2 separate regions of the Mus musculus genome follow, and region 1 is linked to region 2. The links are chromatin contacts, called in public HiChIP or PLAC-seq maps. All regions are on one chromosome and are shown on one strand. Each heading gives the region's core, a stretch centred on a gene start, on an enhancer-like site or on the middle of the called end of the contact. The rest is flanking DNA. Distances are from core to core; before and after follow the strand shown.

Region 1 (3,601 bases), core at 593-3,092, 230 kb after region 2:
GTAATATACACTGTAGCTGTTTCAGACACACCAGAAGAGGGAGTCAGATCTTGTTACGGATGGTTGTGAGCCACCATGTGGTTGCTGGAATTTGAACTCTGGACCTTCGGAAGAACAGTCGGGTGCTCTTACCCACTGAGCCATCTCACCAGCCCCAAAATCCTAAGTCTTAACATATGAGATCATTCAAACGTTGAATCTCTCTGTGTGATTCTGCATGTATATTCATTTTTGCATATATATATACATATGTATATATATACCCAAACATACACATCTATATAAATATATAAACAAATATAGTTTTACTGGCCATAGCTGCATTAGTCATTTACATATTGTTTATGATTGCTTTCATTCTACAGAGCTGGTTATCAGTAGCAGACATTATGTCCTGAACCATAAACTTAACTCTTCCTCTCAGGGTGAAGAGAAATGGCAGTCCCCAATGCTTCTTTAATCTCAGTTAGTCACGGGCATACTTAACTCTCCTTCACGCAAAGCTTTTATTTATTCGACAAATACTTGCTGAGCACACCCCTTTTAAAACAATGTTTAACTCTGTCTCTGTGGTTAGGGAAGTGCATTCGGTGCCTGCCCTCAGCTCTCATCCTTTGGTTGCGATGGCCTTTGGTGACTGTGAGGGGAGAAAGGGAAGAGGTCCCATCCTTGGGTGCTTAGTGCAGCGGGGAGGTTTTGGAGGTAGGACCTGGCTCCTCAGACTGGGACACACCCACCTCCTACTTTGCGAGGCTTTGATCTTTGTGTCTGTGCCTCTGACCTCACTTCACATTGTAAAATGCTTCCGCAGGCGCCCTCTTCCCCTTCCAGCCCAACTTTCCATTTCCTCTGTCTTCTGTCCCAGGTGTTAAAGCTGTATTAACTAAAGATGGGCCAAGGGCACCGGAAAACCAGCTCTTGGCACTTAGGGCGTGTGCCCCAGAGCCAGCATACTTCAGGCTTTACATAGCCACTTTTTTTTTTTTTTTTTTTTTTTTTTTTTTTTTTTTTGAGACAGGGTTTGTATAGCCCTGGCTGTCCTGGAACTCTGTAGACCAGGCTGGCCTTGAACTCTGCAATCAGCCTGCCTCTGCCTCCCAAGTGCTGGGATTAAAGGCATGTGGCACCACTGCCCGGCTACGTAGCCAATTTAATCTGCTCTAGAAAAAAACCTTTCTTTCAAAAGCCAGGTACCTTTTATTCTGTTTCACAGATAGAAACCTTGAAGCTCAGAGAGGTGAAACAATTTGCCCAAGGTCTATTAAACAGAGGAGACTGGACTCTGAATTCAGACTGCAACTCCTGTTTGTAAGCTCTCAGTCATGTAGGTCAAGTGCCAGGCCAAGGAATTGGCATATTCTGTAATGCCAGGAAAGAGGTGAGTAGGAAGCGAGGCTACCTCACCCTGTCTCCCCTGGAAAACTGGTAGTGACAGACCAATGGATTTTGGATTTGAGCATTTCCCACCAAAGGACATAAATTCTAACAGGTAGGAAGTTCGGTGGTAGAGGAAAGCCAGGCATGCCTGAGGCCCAGTCCCCTCCATCAAAAACAAACGGACATCCTGACTTCTGACTACTCCTGGAGTAAGCAAGGGATAATTACCCACAATACCTGGGGCTGTGAATTCAGCAGAACTGACCAGACAGGCAAGGCCTAAGGTACAGGTGGAATGTTAATGACGATGCTAGAGAAAAGGGAGTGTCCAGTAAGTTTGGGGACCGCTGAGTGAGAGGCTTGTAAGATGTGGGCCTGGTGGATTCCTGTGCACAGCAGGGGGTTAGCCACCGCCCTGGGTCAGCAGGCACCTCTAAGGAGGAATGTTCCGAGGAATCAGTTTGGGAATGTGGCTTCAGGCCTGGCCGTTTCCTCTTTGTTTAGTTAGCGATTACCAAACACTTTTGTGTGGGTGCGGATCGGGCTACCGGACTGCCTTGAATCTCTGCTGCTTGCGCCCCGAAAAGGAAGAGGATCAGTACCACGTGACCACCGGCGGCAAGCTCCGTTAGGAAAAGATGTGAAGGTTAGTGAAACAAGATCATACTGGAGTTTTTTACAGAGCCTGGTGACTCAGGGATGGCTCGGTAAAAATACCTGTAGACTGAGGTCGTAGAAGCCGTCCTTGGTGACTAAGGTTTCACGTATCTCAGTTTGTCAAATTCTTTGTTAAGTGGTTCAAAACATTGAGAAAGACCTTAGGGCCCTAACAGAAACTTTCTTCTCAATGACACAGGAGGTCTCGGACTCTGAGTCAGTGGCCCTGGGCTCCAGAGCAAAGTAAGCATGGGAATGCATGGAATTTATTTGTAGTTTGCAGGAAATAAAGTGTTATTGTTAGGGACGTTTCCTGTCATAAACACACACACACACACACACACATATACATCAACACTTTAATTTGGCTTTAAAATAGCAACCTTAGATGTTGTTTTTGATCCAGGAACGTATGGGAAACCCCAAATTATATGTGTTTTGTGTTTTCTTTGCCTTTTTTGAATTTGTGGTGTAAGAATTCTCCATATTTCTCACAGATAGGATGTTAGATGTTTCTAGTTTCTTGGTGCTGTGCACGTAAAGATGTATGACTTCACTGTATGTGTGTGTGTAGGTGACACTGCAGTATAAATAGGGAGATTCTAGAGAGTTCTGTGATGCATTAGATATGAAAAACTAGCCTTTTGAGGCTGATGTGTAGCTCTGTGTCCCAGTACAAAAAGAGCAAAAAACTTAAAAAAATAAAACAACCTGGCGCACACCTTTAATCCCAGCACTCGGGAGGCAGAGGCAGGCGGATTTCTGAGTTCGAGGCCAGCCTGGTCTACAAAGTGAGTTCCAGGTCAGCCAGGGCTATACAGAGAAACCCTGTCTCGAAAAACTAAACAAACAAACAAACAAACAAAAAACCAACCCAAAACTAATAATAGCACTGGGACTCCCAATTAGGGAGGAAACTATTTATGTATGACATTCTCAAAAAGAAAATTTTAATTAAAAAAAAGAAAAGAGTGCTCACTTCGGCAGCACATATACTAAAATTGGAATGATACATCCTGGCCCCTGCTGCAAGGATGGCATGTAAATTTGTGAAGCGTTTCATAAATTAAAAAAAAAGAAAAGAAAAGAAAAGCAAGGTGGAGGGTGGTAAGCCTGCTTGGGGTGTGCCGGCGGGGGGGTGGGGGGTGGGGTGGGGGGCTTGGCAGAGTGCAGGATGTGGGGGTGGTGTGCGGGGGGGGGGGGGGGAGGGCGGGCGGGGGAGGTGCTGGGAAGGGAAGAAAGTCCAGCCTTCCTCCCCAGTGCTTCCCAAGGTTTTGGAAACTATCTTAGGGACTTTTCTTCTTGAGAGAGCAACACACATAGATATTCAACAGTTAGCACCGATGGTCTGGACCATCTACGAGTGTGGCTGAAGTGTTAAGGTCCTGGGGCTTATGTTAAGGAGTCAGTGTCCTGGGAGGTGTTAGGGTAGTGACCATTTGCCAGTTGATATATAAGGATGTTATTTTTATAATAATTTTAATTATTTGTGTATATAAGTATATATATTGGTACACATCACATGTGTGCTCCTGGTGCCCATGGAGATGAGGGGTCCAGGATCCCC
Region 2 (3,552 bases), core at 980-3,479:
TTACTTGCAAGCAAAACACCCTATGCATACATAAAACAATAAGAAAAAAATTGTCAAGGAATAAAAATTATCTTAAAAACTGACTTTATCGTGTAATTTTTCATATAGTTAAAGCACTTCTGGGTTCCTTTTCTCTCTTACAGAATACATTTCCATTATCTCCATACTGTTAATTTGGAAAAATATTTGGCTAGAATCATTCTTTGGTTTTAGTGATTACCTTTTTTCAGGTTTCAGAATGTTATTGTAACCTTTACCGCAACAGCTTTGGACTTCCAGCCACACCACTTGCTACTTGTCAGATCATTCACAAGTTTATTAACAGACTGGCATAACATTAATACTTGATTAAAATATTCAGGATTAAAAAACAAAACTTTAATTCATCTGAACACTTAGTCCACGACATCACGTAACGACTTGAGTATGAAATACCAGAGTGTTATTATAATTAACGTGGGGGCACATGGTCATTCCCTACAGATCGTCGTGTAAAGGATCGGATAGATGAGGCACTGTCGCTTCTCCTGAAAACCCTTCAGGTGAGTGCCCGCCCCTTTGGTGGTACCGCCCAGCTCCAAGCTCTGAGCTCCAATTCCGCCCAGAGGAGGGGCGGGCCGTCACCTAGGAGATAGGGCGGGGTGTGTCTCGCGGTAGAAGCTGCACTTCCGGGGATGGGGAGGAGTGAAGGCGCGGCGCTTGACGCTACGCCCAGCGACCAATCAGGAAGCGAGGCGCGCATTCAAATTGCCGCAGCCACGGGAGCCTGTGCCGGGAATGGTGAGTGTCGAGGTCTTAGGAGTGGGAAGCGCCTCCGAGCTGAGAGCGCTGAGGTTGCTCGCCCAGCGAGCCGGTGGGCTGAGAGCGTTGCGGTGTTTGCCCAGCAGGCCGGGGTGCTTGGGTGGGTGGTGCGGCTCGGTCCCCTTTAGTCCGAGGGTCCCGGGCAAGGGGCGCGGGGCGTCGCTCTGTCCACCCGGAAGCCGAGAACAGCGCCGCGGAGCGTGGAGCGGCGAACTGGAGGGGTCCAGGTACACTGTCACAGCCTGGCAAGACTGCCAGAGTCGCCAGGAGCCTCGGCCTGTGGTCGTGACCGACTTCTCTTGTCTTCCTTCCAGTCCTCTTGGAGATCTGATGGCCGAAATTCTGCAAACAAAAATCATGTTGATCTATGCAAAGAGCAAATGGCTTTTAGTTTCTAAGACAAAGATATATTGTCCCTAATTTCACCTCATATTGGGAGGGTTCTGTATTTTCACTGAAAGTTTAGCGGGAGATGCTTATACTCGAACTCTTTCTTTCTTCCTACAATGTCTCTTTGTCAAACTTTTAAAAATGAGCTTCTGGTAATTTGTTCCTTGATTGTAACAATGTCCAAATAGTTTGAATCAGTGACATTTTGTAAGGTAGACTCAGGAATTCAATTTTAAAGAGTTGTTTACGTCCATTTAAGGAGCATGACGAAGAGTGGCATTTGCACTGTTCTGTTTTAGATAATGCCTGGCAGATATTGTTGGCCTATATTTACCTATATGTGTGTAAACGCATGCCTGTCTAGTTTGTTGTATAATGAAGAAGTGACAGATAGTGTAGTTGTCTAACTTGAGGGGGTGTGGGCATCGGTGACAGTGTCAGGCTGGCCTTGAAAGTTCCAGTCTCTCACCTCGGCCTCTCTAAGGCTGGGATCACAGGCACGGACCATCACACCTGGCTACACACGCAGTTTGTAGTGTATAATGTCTGTGGTACTTTCTTAAGAGTAGCCTCCTTTGTGACATCGTGTTAAACTCCTCTGTAGGCATTCTTGTATTTAGGATACATTGACAAGTGTTCAGAAACCTACTTTGCTGCAGACTAATCAGACTAGATGCTATGATTCCAAGCTGGGGGCACTTAAAGTATGCTGACATACAGGTGTTGACCTTTCTTGAATCACTTTGTTGAGATTAAGGTCACCTGTAAGCTCCTTCTAAGCTGAGGAAATAAGGATGGGGAGGTCCTGTCTTTGAAGTCTGCAGTGTCTGTGGGTGCCTTGCTCCTAAGGGAACCCTCAGTAGATATTTGTTGAATAACAAGTGAAGTCCTTCGAGGGTGGAGATTGTAGGAGGCTGTGTGGAGGTGCAGTGGGAAGTGGTTTAGTCCAATGCATCCTCTGAGAGTTTGCTTCTGTAGTAGGAAGATCTCTCTCTTTTTAAAGTTTGTAGTAACCGTTTTATTTTTCATTTTTTGTAGTCGGCCAGATATTTTGTTGGAAACTGAAAAGAACAAAATGCCCAGCACCCCGACAAGGATCTGAAGGGCTTAGATCCTTCACATCCTCTTAAAAATCGCTTGCTGCCAAGATGTCAGTACACACTTCGCATAGCAGACACAACATCGGAAGCCTGGAGGTTTCTTCTTCACAGAAGATTTCAGCATCCAGTGGCCTCGTCCACAGCAGCCGGCTGGAACTGCACTTGAAGGCAGATATGTCAGAGTGTGAGAATCATGATCCATTCGTGAATGCTGGAAGTAAAACCATCGACATAAATAGCACTTATGTTATCTCTGCCTGTAAAAAAACAAGAGAGACTCCTGTTACCTCTGACCCCCGGAGACTGAGCCTCCAGAGAAGGGCTACTTGTGGGGACAGAGAGTCGTCTTTACTTGGAAGTGAGTTGGGAAACAGAAGAACAGCAGACACAAGTCTTAGGTTACAACGGCGGCACGGTAGAGCGGATTATGTGGGAAAGTGGGAGACATTGAATCCTGTGGGAGGTAACCCAGGAAGTGACTCTGCCTCCCAGGCATCGAGGACAGAAGCAAAGGGTGTAAATAATGATACCCGTGTCCTGTCGTCTGTCGTCTCCGTGAAAGACTCCAACGACACCGGGTTGACGAGATGCAAAGACCCAGGTCCTCCCGTTGGTGCCTCTAATGAAAAGGTGACAGTTAAGGACACAAACAGTAGAGCGCCTGTGGGTTCCCAGCGTCAGACTGAAGCTATGAGATCAGGACACTTAGTGGTGCAACTGACCGAGAGCAAGTCTGATACCCCAGTGTCAGGAGGAAGAAACTCACACCGTGGGAATGCTGGCAAGGACACTGCTAAACAAGTCGGTACATTTGGAAGCTCAGATACAAGAACCCCAGTGAAATGTGTTTTAGAACACAGATGGACACCAAGGCATGACCCGCCTCCACCGAAAAGCCCAGCTTTATCCACACCGAAAAACAATGGGAAGGACATCCCGAAACATGGCAGTACATTCAGAAGCGCGAGCTCAGAATCGAGGACCCCGGTAAAATGTGTCCCAGAACACAGATGGACACCAAGGCATGACCTGCCTCCACCGAAAAGCCCAGCTTTATCCACACTGAAAAACAGGATTGCAAGCCCTCGAGTTAAACCGAGGCCCAAAAGTTCTCTTTTTGCAAATAAAAGGGAAAGCTCACGAGAAAGCACACTCCCTCCAGAAGAAAACAGTCTAGTTCAGAAGACCTTTACAGAGCCAGACTCCTTAAAAGTAGAGAACAGTCAGGTGACCGTGGCGGTGCGCGTGAGGCCTTTCAGCA

What was found. HiChIP or PLAC-seq counts read pairs in DNA pulled down with a chosen protein or histone mark.
Region 1: an H3K27ac HiChIP or PLAC-seq map of extraembryonic endoderm stem cells shows a contact between it and region 2. The contact joins the promoter of Platr22 here to the promoter of Kif14 in region 2. A contact is called at or near these places in 1 of 15 datasets of contacts at CTCF or cohesin (the NIH/3T3 cell line), 1 of 484 Hi-C or Micro-C datasets (embryonic stem cells), 4 of 115 datasets of contacts at active chromatin or transcription factors (embryonic stem cells, extraembryonic endoderm stem cells and memory CD8 T cells) and 1 of 9 other capture datasets (liver).

Annotation. Positions count from the first base shown.
Region 1 is chr1:136,694,369-136,697,969 of GRCm38.p6, forward strand. Platr22 (pluripotency associated transcript 22) reads left to right here and starts at 1,843. Exons shown (of 5, transcript NR_037986.1): 1 at 1,843-2,023. It also overlaps the pseudogene Gm24086.
Region 2 is chr1:136,465,619-136,469,170 of GRCm38.p6, forward strand. Kif14 (kinesin family member 14) reads left to right here and starts at 2,230. Exons shown (of 29, transcript NM_001287179.2): 1 at 2,230-3,552. The coding sequence starts at 2,340.